2 separate regions of the Capra hircus genome follow, and region 1 is linked to region 2. A link is a contact called in public Hi-C data. All regions are on one chromosome and are shown on one strand. Each heading gives the region's core, a stretch centred on a gene start, on an enhancer-like site or on the middle of the called end of the contact. The rest is flanking DNA. Distances are from core to core; before and after follow the strand shown. Region 1 overlaps PLAUR (urokinase plasminogen activator surface receptor). Region 2 holds the start of LOC108633282 (phospholipase A2 inhibitor and Ly6/PLAUR domain-containing protein-like).

Region 1 (6,097 bases), core at 721-3,220, 88 kb after region 2:
ATGGTGCCACTTCCACCATATTCTAGGTTTGTAAAATTTATTATTATTTGACCGTGCTGGGTCTTAGTCGTGACATTCGAACTCAGTTGCAGCATGTGAGATCTAGTTACCCGAGCTGGGATCGAACCCGGGTCCCCTGCATTGGGAGCATGTAGTCTTAACCACCGGATCACCAGGGAAGTCCAAGAGGTGATACTGACCCCATCCTTTTAGGCCACCACAATGACAGTTGGTGATATATGATTTGTGTGTGAATGTGCTCAGTCATGTCCAACTCTTTGCAACCCCATGGACTGTAGCCCACCAGGCTTCTCTGCCCATGGGATTTCCCAGGCAAGAATACTGGAGAAGGCTGCCATTTCCTTCTCCAGGGGATCTTCCTGATACAGGGATCGAACCCTCGTCTCTTGCGTCTCCTGTATTGGCAAGTGGCGTCTTTACTGCTGAGACATCTGGGAAGCCTGGATATATGATTTGAGAAGATCTGAAAAAGAAATCCTTTCTCTGCGAGTGGGCAGGAGGGGACAGGTTGGGAGTTTGGGATTGACATATAACACCACTAGATTTAAAATGGGGCTTCTCTAGTGGCTCAGGTGGTAAAGAATCTGCCTGTGATGCTGGGGACCTGGGTTCGATCCCTTGGTCAGGAAGATCCCCTGGAGAATGGCTCCCCATTCCAGTTTTCTTGCCTGGAGAATCCCATGGACAGAGGAAGCTGGTGGGCCACAGTTCATGGGGCCACAAAAGACTCAGACATGACTGAGCGGCTAACACTTTCACTTTCATTTATATGTATAACTGAATTACACTGCTGTACTCCTGAAACTAACACAACATTGTTCATCAAGTATATTCCAATATAAAATAAAAATTGAGAAGAGAAAAGAAACCCTGTCCTCCACCTGCCCCCAGATACCATGGAAAATGTTCTTTTTCTTCATAGCATTCCAGGGAAACAATTTTGTCTCTGCAGGCTTGCCTCAGCAAACCATGGAAAACATGAATTCTGCCATGTTGTGGTCGAAGAGTACCATTGAAATGGTAGTTCTCACAAAAAATAAATTAAAAAGAGAAACAAAAGAAATGGTAGTTCTGGCTTTTTCTCAGTTGGCCTGAGAGCATCCTAGGAAATATAGCCCAGCCTTTATCTCCGGCCCACAGAGCAGCAAGGGTATGAAGTCCTGTCCTTAGTCCTCATGGCAGGGCTCCCAGGGGTCATCTATTCATCTCCTGTCTCAGAGCCCCCTAGGAAACGCAGACATGTCCCTTTAGAGTAACAAAATAGTCTTGACCTTTGGATGTGGGAGAAGAGACTGGCAGGTTAATGCTTGGGTCAGTGAGTTGGAAAGTTGCATTTGGAGGCCAGAAATAGATGTGGAGGTGGCTTTGGGTGGAAGGCTGTGTGGGACAGCTCCCAAGGCCGGGGTCTCTAATGCCTGGGTCCTGCAATATGACCCCCTAATTCCAGGAGCCTGTGAAAAGGTGCCCCCCCCCCATTCATCCTCTCTGGAGAAGGGCAGATGTGGCCTTGTTCACTGGTTCAAAAATCTTATTTTTCATACTTTAATACTGAACTTATATTTCGGTATAAAATATTAAATAAAACAAATATTAATTAATAATAACAATAGCCGCAACACTATCAATAATCACTTGAGCTCTCTCCTGCTGGCCGGCAGCCTTTTGCTAGCTTTTTTCCTCTGGTTCTCACAGCTCTCTCTCTGGGCAGCTGGGAAAACTGAAGCCCAGAGAGGGCAGCCCACTGGCCTGAGGTCACACAGTAAGTTGGTAGGGCTGGGAACTGAGGGAAGGGCAAAGGGGTCCCCTGGATCCAGCCAGTGTGGTGGGAATGTGGGGTTCAAGTGCAGAGGAGAGTGGCTCCCCAAAGTCTGGCAGTCAAGAGCAGGCTGACAAAGAAGCTGAGGTGGGCAGGGCTGGTCTGGGGGGCACCCCCCTTGCGGGGCTGGGCGTCCCTGGCTGGGTGGTTACAGCCATTTCCAGTACAGCAGGAGACGTTGACATGGGTGAGGTCGAAGGCTTCAGCCACGTGGAGGCTTTGGCACCACGAGGGGGCTGCGCAGCCTCTGATGGTGTAGCTTGGGTTCCTCAGTCCTGAAGAGAGAGAAGGACCACGTGAGACTCCGAGTTCTGGGGACTGGAAACTGGAATTCTCACTGCATGACGCGCCACCTCGTGGTGGGTGCCACCTGGAAAAGCAGCCGGTCTAAGCCGGGTGCAGGGATGCCTGGGCTTTCCCTCAGACCCTTCCAGGGGCTCTGTGAAGTCAAAATTATTCTCATAATAATGCTACAACCTCACTTGCCTTTTTTCTTTTTTTTCTCTCACAAGGGGTTTCCTAGAAACCCAAGGGCATGTGATCTTGCAACAGACTGAATGCAGAGGCAAATATGAGGGTCCAGCTGTCTTCTATTAAGCCAGACATTAAAGAGATTGCAAAGAACAATGTTCATCTTCTCGCTCACTTTTCTTTCCTTTTGGAAAATGTCTCCTTCCCCCCCCCCCCCATAAAAATATGTTCACATGTCATGAGTTTTCAATTGTTCTTTTAAAATGAATAAGTACATTTTAAAGTCTCTTGGTTTTCATTTCTAATGCAGTAAATAGCTACAGACGTAACTGACATAAATAGTAAGTTTTAGGAGCATCAAGGAATTTTGAGACCCCAAAGTTTGAAAAGCTCTGGAATAGAGGAACCCGGTCCCGGACACCTCAGGATGGAATCTCATGAAGTCCGCAGAAGTCCCACCCACCCACGGAAGCTCCACTCCCCCAGAAATAAATCCACTTGTCTGTAGGGCAGATACCCACTTCCTAATAAAGGAGTCCTAAGTCCTTGCTACACTTTGCACCCTCCTGAAGGAAGTCCTACCTTTTCCAACAGGACGATCCACCTCAATTAAGTCCAGTTTCATAGGAGGTTACCTCTTGCAGAACCCCCCCCTCACACAACTCCCCACCCCCCTCAAGCATCCAAGTATCCTCACCTTTAGTGCCTGTCGCTTCCAGACATCGATTCATAGGGCCGCGGCAGTCAATGAGGAAAGTTTCTTCAGAGGAACATCTGTGGGCGCTGTTCCCCTCACAGCTGTAACACTGCAAGCCGTTTGGTGGCAGGTTTTGAATCTCCAGGACTTGGGAGAAGATCAGTGACAGAGAAACCAAGGAAATTAGCCCGAAGGGTTTCCCACCGTTAGGTCTCCAGGACTCCCCCCTCTCAGCCAGAGATGTCATGGCGCTCCCTTGTGGTCAGACCTCGGAACAGCACCCTCTTTGGGCGGGGGTGAGGGTTGCGGGGGTGGTTCTTTGAGGCTTGTGACAGAAATCTCCCCACGAACCCTCACCTGCCTAGACTCTGGATAAGGCGAAACAGTCCCTGCCTTCAGAGAACTTACGATTTAGAGCTACACTGTCCCTGGACTTCCCTTGTGGTCCAGTGGTTAAGAATCCACCTGCCAACGCAGGGTACCTGGGTTCGATCCCTGGTCCAGGAAGATCCCACATGCCACGGAGCAACGAGGCGTGAGGGCCACAGCTTTGGAGTCTGGGCTCTAGAGCTGGAGAAACACTGACTCCTGAACCTCGCGTGCCCTAGGGCCCGTGCCCCGCAACAGAAGCCGCTGCAATGTGAAGCCCACACACTGCAACTAGAAAGCAGCCCTCTCTCTGCAGCTAGAGAGAGCCCATGGGCAGCAACAAAGATCCAGTGCGGCCATAAAAAGAAATAACAAATAAATAATAGAGCTACACTGTCCCATATGATGGGCGCTAGCCACCTGTGGTTGTTTCCACTGACACTAAACTGAATATGGAATGAAATCCAAAATTCAGTTCAACTGCTCAATAGCCATATGTAGTAGAGGCTACTCTATTGGACAATACTGATACAGAAATTTCCATCACCATCGAAAGTCCTGTTGGCCAATAATTGTTTGCAGAGACAGAGTAACGCAAAGGATCTAGATTATACTTGGGAGGGCAGAGTTAGGGACATCTTTCCTGAGGATGATGCTTTAAAGCTGAGACCTGATGAAGGAGAAATAGCCAGCCAGGTAAACTCCTAGGGGAGATGTGTTCCCGGTGGAGGGTACTGTATGTGCAAAGGCAATGAGGCAGACACATGCTGGGTTACAGACAGCATAATAGAAGCTTCGGACAGCATTTTAAAAGCAAGTGGAAGGCATTGAAATGTTTGAGGAAGAGGGACATGCTTTGATTTACATTAAAAAAAAAATCACTCTTGCTGCTGTGTTGAATGTAGGCTGTAGGGTAGCAGGAGGGGCAGCAAGGTCATTGCCACAATCTAGGTGAGAGGCCATGATGGCTGGGACCAGCGTGGTGAGCAGCGGAAGGTTTCAAGAAGATGGAGAAGCATAAAGCACAGGTCTTGGTGAGGCTTTGATGGTCTCCTTGAATTCCCACAAAATCTTTCTTGAGAAAGGGCTTGATAGGTCCATTTTTTTCCCCAGAGGAGAAAGCAGAGTGGAGGGGTTTGCCTGTGAGCAACCAGCCTGAATGCACCGCTCTGCCCGCAGTCCTAGGTCTTGCGCCGGGTCCCCTGCCCCCTCACCTGGGCCCGCATTGCATTTGGTGGTGTTGCAGCACCGCAGGAAGTGGAAGGTATGGTTGTTGTGGAATCCGGTGGGGCCTGGGCAGCCAGGAAGGATGCCGCAGCCTTTCATGTGGCGCTCATCCTCTGGATTCTCTGTGGGGACAGAGGAGGTCAGACTGTTGCTGAGGAGCGGGGACTGAATTGGTCGCCTGTCCATCTTCTGCTTCATCCTTCACTATAGGACTCTCACTGTATGAGGGGCAGCCATACATCCAACCAAGAGACACAGATTCCAGCCTCCATGGGTACAGTCAGGGCTCCTCAAGTGGCACTAGTGGTAAAGAACCCGCCTGGCAATGCAAGGGACATAAGATATGCGGGTTCGATGCCTGGGTTGGGAAAGTCCCCTGAAGGAGGGCACAGCAACCCACTCCAGTATTCATGCCTAGAGACTCCCAAGGACGGAGGAGCCTGGCGGGCTACGGTCCGTAGGGTAGCCAAGAGACATGACTGAAGTGACTTAGCATGCACACATGGGCATAGTCATGTGGCTAAGTTCTGGCCAATATGATCTAAGTAAAAAGGCTTATGGGACTTGCAGAAAGGAGAAGCTTTACAAAAGCAGGGCCACCCCCCTTTTGCCCCTTCTGTGAGGCACGAGGTCTGGTGCTCAGGAAACCATCTTGGACCATGAGGCAGTCTTGCAAATGGAAGCAACATGTAAGAAACGAGAAGGCATCTGGTGACTGTAAAACTGTCTTAGTGGCCCTAGACTTCCCATCACTGGGCTTCCTGTGTGAGTACTAACTTTATACCTTGCTTACCTCCCTGTTATTTAGGGGGTTGTTGTTAAGTGCAGCCTTTGGGAAGAACAAAGCTGGGAAGGGGAGTTGCTGGCACGTTGGGGCTCACCTTTCAGGCTCCGGTGGGTTATCACATCCACGCACTGATCTCGAGATTTGAGGCATTGCATGCTCTGGTCCCAGCCCCTCTCACAGGTGAGGTCTGTCGAGGCACAGGAAGCACATTCAAGGTAGCGGTTTCTGGAAAAAGTAGCATCTGGACCTGTTTGGGGAGGAGCAGGAAGGTGAGACCCCACGGGAGGAGTCCTAGAGACCTATCTTGCTAGAGGACTCACCTGCACATCAGTTCTTCCTTATCCCACTCTTCAGCCAGTCAACAAGTTCTGCCCATCCTATCTCCTAAATCTTCTTAGGATCCATCCCTTCCTTTCCAGCTCCATGACCGGGTCAGACCTCCTTCAATACCAGCTTCCTCCCTGGCCTCCTGGTTTCCATTCTTACCCTTTCCACCCCAGTGCCTTCCACATGGCCCTAGAAGGATGCTTCTAATACTCAAATCGAACCCAGTCTCTCCTCTGCTCAACTCTTGCATGGGTCTCCAGTGCCCTCAGAATAAAATCCAAGAAACTCAGGGTGGCATTCAAGGCCCATCAAAGACTGGCTCCTGGCCACCCTTCCTGCCTCCTTTCTCTCCCCCATCTGCTCAGACCCTATAGCAGCTTCC
Region 2 (7,129 bases), core at 2,938-5,437:
ACTAGGAGATATTTAAACACCTACGGTCATTCAGTAAATCTTGTGGGCTTGTGTATAATTCCTGGTAGGAGAATTCTCAGCTTCTCTCTAATTCTCAAAATGGTCTATGAACCAAAACATTTTCAGAACCACTGGGTAAGACAGACAATAATATATTTAGCCCAATTCCATAAGCCTTGCATCCAGCATCCCTCCCCAAACACCCAAACATTCAGAAGGGAGGAATGTGACCAAAATTGAGAAAGACAGGACTTCTTTGGTAGTCCAGTGGTTCAGAATCCATGTTGCCAATAGGGGGCTGGATGGTGGGGGGCGGTGGGCACAGGAGGGAAGAGGGGCCCAGGATCACTCCCCGGACAAGGAATGAAGGTCCCAACATGTCATGTGGTGTGACAAAAAATTGTAAATAATTTTTTTTTTTAGACAGAGACTTCCCAGGTTGTCCAATGGTTAAGACTCCATGCTCCCAATGAAAGGGGCCCCAGGATCCAATCCCTGGCTAGAGAACCAGGTCCCACCTGCCACAATTTAAGACCCAACACAGCCAAATATAAATAAATATAAAAAGGAAAGAAAGTCAACATATGGACACAAAGAAGCAAGAAAAAGGTGGCTAGAGCACCCACGCTGGGTTCAGCTCTGAGCACCACCATGCATAAGGGGTGATAACAGCTCCACCACCATCCCACTCCCTGGAGAGCCGGATCACGCAGGGTAACACCCAGGCAGCCCTGGGAACTCACTAGCTCTCTTCTCCCACCAGCTCCTTGTGCCTGATGGGAACAGCCTGTTGGGAAGTCTGTCACCATCCTGGGTCAAACTCCCCTTTTCCCTTTGCTGCCTCCCACTTCACCAACATGTACCACAGCACACTGCATTCCACAATGGTCACTAAGACTGGCCACTTCACTTTGGCCCTTCCTAGGCCTCAGTTTCTCCATCTTTAAAATGAGGTTGATTGGCTTAGATATGAGACACCTTCCAGTCCTAAGCCCAGGGACTTCAGAAAGCAGGATGCGTGCCAATGATTTACTCTGTTCCAACTGAGGATACTAAGGTCATGAAAGGAGCAGCAACCTACACAGGCCACACACCGATTCATCCCTGGCCTAGCCTTGCATCACCTTTCTCCTCTGCTAAGGGTATAGGGACCACACTGCTCACTGAGTATGCTGAGGCCCAAAGGGAAAACTGCCTCTGCTCACTTCCAGTTAACTCCAGAGCAGAGTCTGGACCCTGGACCTTCAGACTTCTATTAAGGAATGGGGGCAGGGAGACTGCTCTGGGCAGGTCCAGTGATTAAGACTCAGAGCTTCCACTGCTTGGGGTACGGGTGCTGTACCTGGTCAGAAAACTAACACCCTGCATGCCACACAGCAGAGAGGCCAAAAAAAAAAAAAAAAAAAAGACAGGGGGGAGCTGCACAGAATCGCCTGGAGCATAGAGATGGTCTTCTCGCCTGCCCTGGCTGCCCACCATTTACGGTCAGTGTCCGCCTTCAGGTTTTCTACACAGAAGTCTGGAGAAAAGAGTGGGAAAGGGAACATTAGGGTTCAGAGATAGAGCTATGTCTCCAGCTCTCAGATTAATCTGAGAGTGCTCTCAAACCCTCTGATATTCCCCAGGTTTAAGTTTCCCTATTAATCCCCACACACTCTGGGGTTTGAGGAAGAATGGGTACTTGTATATATGTATACAATAGTTACATTCCTTCGCTATTCATCAGAAACTATCACAGCATTGTTAATTGGCTGTACCCGAATACAAAATGTTTTTAGAGTTAAAATAATAATTGGAGAAGGAAATGGCAACCCATTCCAGAATTCTTGACTGGAAAATTCCATGAACAGAGGAGCCTGGTGGGCCCCAATCCATGGGGTCACAGAGAGTGGGATGTGAGTGAGTGATTAACACTCACCTCACCCTCACCATTACTATTGTACTTTTGAAAAGTGTAAAGGGATGCATAAATAGTGGGTTTATAGAGCATAAACAATATATTGGGAACACTTTAAAACTCTTTCAATATGTGGAGTTTCTCTGCCTTACTAACAAATTCTTTAAAGCTGCACTATTCAGTATGGTAACCTTTAAGCACATGTGGCTACTGGACACTTGACATGTCACTAATTAACTGGAACTGAACTTTTAACTTTCTTTCATTTTAATTAAATTAAATAAACAATTTTTTTTCATTAAAAAAATAATAAATCCCCCCACACTCTGCCTGGAGTCCCCTACAACATTTTCCTCTGGAAATTCACCTCTGATCCTTCCCAGGAAGCGCCCCCTCCCTCCTTTTCTCTCTGGAAAATCTTCTATTCCACATATCTTCAGAATACTCTTATGGCCTCCCAGAAATTCTCCCATGACCCTCCTTAGAATTCCACAAAGTCTCCTTCGTGAAAGGAAAACCAAAATGAAGTCAGCGTTGCTAAAAGTGTTCTCTAAGATGACCGGCCAGGGTGGGGGGTGGGGCCACTGAGGAATTCTGACTTTGGAGATCTAGACCACAATGGAATCTGATCATTTGACCACTTACTGTATTCACACAGGCATCCAGAATATGTGCCTGAAACTCAAGATACTGATCAGACCTTTACACTACAGAAACTCATGAAAGCTCCTTCTTTAAAGTCAAATATTCCTTTACGTGTATCACAGTCAACTGGAATTCCCTCCACAGGACTTTAACAACGTGCTGACCTATGTCCTCATAAGCCCCTGACTGGCTCTGCCAGCAACTCAAGGGTTTACCGGAATCTGTGTCTCCCAAACTGCAATTCTCAAGAACACCAATCAAGCTCTTTCTTCTTGGCACCCCGGATACGGATTATTTTACTTTTGAGACTCCAGACTTTCTCCTAGAGCCCCCTCACGAGTTCCTTTATGCTTCCACCCTCCCCCACGCCAGTCACTTGAGGAGTCTTGGCCACTGCAGGACACCACATGGCGGAGGTGGATCGCCGGCATGTCAACTTCTTGTGGGCTTCGCCTGACAAAGAAGACGCAGGAATGCTTGGGCTTAGGAGGCTCAGCTGGTGCGCCCTACGCGGGCTTCACTGCGCAAGTGCACGAGGCTCCGGCCCCTCAAACCGCGGCGCACCTGCGGTTATGTCACCACTGCGCATGCCTAGTGCGTCTCTCCCAAGAGCAGCTAGAGGCGCTGAATTCCCTAGCAACGAGCTTTTCCCGCCTGGCTCTGGCCAAACCGCTCTCTAGGCCCTCCTCCCGGTCACTTTCACACCAGGCTTTCCTAGCACCGGGCTTGGCCTGCAGGATTGGTCCCCAGCAGAAATTCACCATCCTCAGCGCCCCAGCTGAAGCCTGGAAAGCAAGAGGCCAGCAAACTTGAGTGGATTTTTTCAGGAAGCCGGGAGCCTATCGCAATAGGATCCCCTCCACCGATGGCTGGCTACTTTCATAACGCCCACCACACAGGCAGACATAAACACACACAAACACACGAAAAAACTCTCTGACCTCTGGAGATCATGCCTGAGGCAGACAGAGTGTGTAAAGGACCTTAATAAAACACAAAAGTATGTGCCTGAACCAGACACACACCCAGCATTGACTGTTTTCAACTATGTCTCACTTCTCCAATGAAATATCTGGGCATCTTTCTCCTACCATGCCCATCCCGGTCTAATGACAAGAATCTCTCTGTTCAGTCTCCGAAAGACCCACGTGCATCCTGGAGTGGAGGCGAAGCTGTAGACAGAAAAGGGAGTATGAGCCAAGCATGCCCCCACAGAACAAGCATGGACTTTCTGGGCGCTCCTATAGGGGTAGGGCCTCAATCACACTGGGCATCTCCTTGGGAAGGGAGAGAAGGGAGGCCATTTCTGAGTCCTAGCAGCTGCTCTGCCTACAGGAAACAAAACGACTTGATTCTGATCTTGGGCTTTAGATCAGAAAAAGAGACACAGTGGGTGAGACCTGACAGAGACAGGGTTCGAAGCGCAGACTCCTGGGGTCCCCATGGAGGAGGGGGCTGGGCACAAGATGCCCATGTTCCCTTTGGATTCTGGTTCTGCCTCTCCCTCTCAGAACCATAGAGACCAGCCCCTAGGTCTTCAAACACAATTTCTTAGCCTAGGGGTAAGGTGGGTCCAGACCCGCCCCTTCTCAATTTCCTATAAGTGCTGGAGACCTGGAACTGCAGGGTCACTCACCAATCCATCATGAAGCCATCTGCAAAACCTGAGACCTTCCTGCTGGCCACGGCGCTGCTCTGCACCCTCCTGGGTCTGGGTAAGTGACGAGGGGTCTGGACTCCTGGGACACTCGATATGAGGACTATTATAGAGCACTGTTTTTTGGCACTGTTAGAGACTACTGGTTTTTCCAGTGGTCATGTATGGATGTGAGAGTTGGACTGTGAAGAAATCTGGGCACTGAAGAATTGATGCTTTTGAACTGTGGTGTTGGAGAAGACTCTGGAGAGTCCCTTGAACTGCAAGGAGATCCAACCAGTCTATTCTAAAGGAGATCAGTCCTGGGTGTTCTTTGGAAGGAATGATGCTAAAGCTGAAACTCCAGTACTTTGGCCACCTGATGCGAAGAGTTGACTCATTGGAAAAGACTCTGATGCTGGGAGGGATTAGGGGCAGGAGGAGAAGGGGACGACCGAGGATGAGATGGCTGGATGGCATCACGGACTCGATGGACATGAGTTTGAGTGAACTCCGGGAGTTGGTGATGGACAGGGAGGCCTGGCATGCTGCAATTCATGGGGTCGCAAAGAATCGGACACGACTGAGCGACTGAACTGAACTGAACTGATAGAGCACTGTGCCAGATCCTCGAGGAAGAAGGGAAAGAGGAGGTGTCCCGGGAATTTAGATTCTTGGAGAAAGGCAGAGGGTAAAGGAGGAGACAAAGCCTGAGTCCGCAAGGGAGGAAGAGCTAAAAAATGTGTGGTTTTGAATCTTTGAAACAGGAGGGGTTTGGATGGGCTCTGCTCCTCTCCTCTCCAGCAGTATCTCAAAATAAGACACCTTTATTCTAGCATATCAGATGAGAGTATGATTAGAAAAAAGAAAAGTGAGGCGAGGGGCAGAAATTTCCTTGCTTCCAGAACTCTAAGCAGTTCAGCTTCCCAGTGTCCTCCTCCCTTAGATGCATTTCAGGCAACTCCATTTTCCGCAGGACCCAGTTGCCTTGTGTCTGTGTCCCCAGTTTCCTCCTCTCTCAGGACTAAGGAGCCAGGCCCTTCTCCTCTTAGTCATTGATCTTTTTTCATCTGGGATGCAGATCTCAGCCTCAGGTACTCCTGCCTGAATTTCCACTGTCTACAAGGCTTAAGCATGGTACCCACAAGGAAGTGGGTTCCGCTTTGAGAACCAGCTGGACCTAAAGGTTGACAAAATTCCATGAAGGACTTCCCCAGTGGTCCAGTGGTTGAGAATCTGCCTGCCAAAATGGGGGACATGAGTTCGATCCCTGGTCCAGGAAGATTCCCCATGCCCTGGGGCAACTAAGACATTTTACCACAACTACGGAGCCCATGCTCTGCAGCAGAAGCCACCACCAATGAGAAGCCAAAGCTCAGCAACTAGACACTAGACCATAATCGCTACAATTAGAGAAAAACCCACAGGAAGCAAGAAGACCCAGCACATCAAAAATAGAAAAAAAAATTAAAAGATGAGAAAAATGTTTTAAGTCCATGGTAATCTTCAGCTGGACCCTGCACTGTCCCCAGGCTTGCTCAGGAGGTCTAGCATCCAAAGTCCCCAGCCTTGTAATTAGGTAAATTTGCTCCCTGGTCGGAACTGCTTCCGCCCCCCAACCCAAAAGCAGCTTTGCTCACAGCACCATGGCATCCCTGCCAAGCTTCAGACAGACCCCTGCTCAGCAACCAATGTCCTGCCCATGAATAGCCAGGGAGACACCTGTCCCTCTTCCTTCACATCCCCCCTCTGCCCCATTCCCCTCTGGACCAGGAAGCTGTGGCCCAAAGACTATACCAGCATTCACTAGACCCCTGCTCTCTATACCACAGGATACTCACTGAGCTGTGAGGTGTGTGTCGGTGACGGTCCCAGTTGCACTGGGAAACTGCAGACTTGTGCCCCGGATGAGGACTCCTGCGTCGCTGTCGTGACTGAGACCAACAGAAGTAAGAGGCCAGGGGCTGGTATCACATGCTGGGGAGGCGGGGGGTGCCTTCACGGTGGCAGATACCACCATGCACTGGGAGGAACCTTTGAGTGATGATGATGTCAGGAGAGAGGGAAAGGTGGTGGACAGAGAATCCCATGGAATGACAGAAACCACTGTTACCAGGGATTTCTGAAGATGAAACGCCAAGAGAGGACAGGGGAGGGGCAGATATAGAGACTTTCTTACTAAAGAAGGAATTAGGAAAGGACACAGGGGAAGAAAGAAATCCAGAGGGGGGTAAATCTAATATCCAAAAGGTGGAGGGGTAGGTGTCAAGAAGAGGCTAGGGTGAGTTGCAAGGAAGGTGATCAATTTGATTCTCTGGGGGCGCAAGTGATCTCCCAGGGATGCAGGCTGCAAGAGACCTTTCCTGACAGGAGAAAGAGGGAGATACAGCGGCTGGTTGAGTTGGGTGAGAGCTCAGTCGTGTCTGACTCTTTGCGACCCCATGGACTGTAGCCCGCCAGGCTCCTCTGTCCATGGGATTTTCCAGGCAAGAATACTGGACTGGCTTACAATTTCCTCCTCCAGGGCATCTTCCCACCCAGGGATGGACCCACGGCTCTTGCATCTCCTGCATTGGCAGGGGGGTTCTTTACCACTGCACCACCTGGGAAGCCCCAGTACTGGCATACGGAGAGAGTATATAAGGACAGATGATCCCTGGACTCAGTCTATGAGGTCCCAGAGAGTCAGACACAACTGAGCACACTTGACCCACACGAGTGTGGGGTGAAGAGTGGAAACCCTAGGGCTGGAAGAGACCACTCTGTGCTGGGGAGGGGGACATCCAGCGAGACCAGGAGAGCACTTCAGGCAAGACCTGAGAGCAGCGAAGGAGGGCAGCAAGAGACCGTTTGCAGGAGGCCTGGGCAGTGACCCTGGGAAACCTCGAAGAGCCCACTTTAGATGCAGAAGGAAATGGGTGTTACAGGGGGCGGGGATGGCAGCCGCATCC

What was found. A called contact is a pair of places that touch in the nucleus more often than the background predicts.
Region 1: a Hi-C map of blood shows a contact between it and region 2, with 2.7 times the contacts expected there. The contact joins the enhancer-like site here to the promoter of LOC108633282 in region 2. A contact is called at or near these places in 2 of 5 Hi-C or Micro-C datasets (both in blood).

The regions. Positions count from the first base shown.
Region 1 is chr18:52,940,326-52,946,422 of ARS1.2, forward strand. PLAUR (urokinase plasminogen activator surface receptor) reads right to left here. Exons shown (of 7, transcript XM_005692612.3): 4 at 5,483-5,635; 5 at 4,589-4,723; 6 at 3,006-3,152; 7 at 903-2,112. The coding sequence ends at 1,859. Among named protein-coding and RNA genes, the nearest start is that of CADM4, 11 kb to the left of the region's middle. Within about 2 kb of position 1,971, at least 1 of the 5 cell types and tissues checked has an H3K27ac peak or open chromatin away from gene starts, as enhancers often do.
Region 2 is chr18:52,849,784-52,856,912 of ARS1.2, forward strand. LOC108633282 (phospholipase A2 inhibitor and Ly6/PLAUR domain-containing protein-like) reads left to right here and starts at 4,188. Exons shown (of 5, transcript XM_018063185.1): 1 at 4,188-4,257; 2 at 6,011-6,127. The coding sequence starts at 4,188.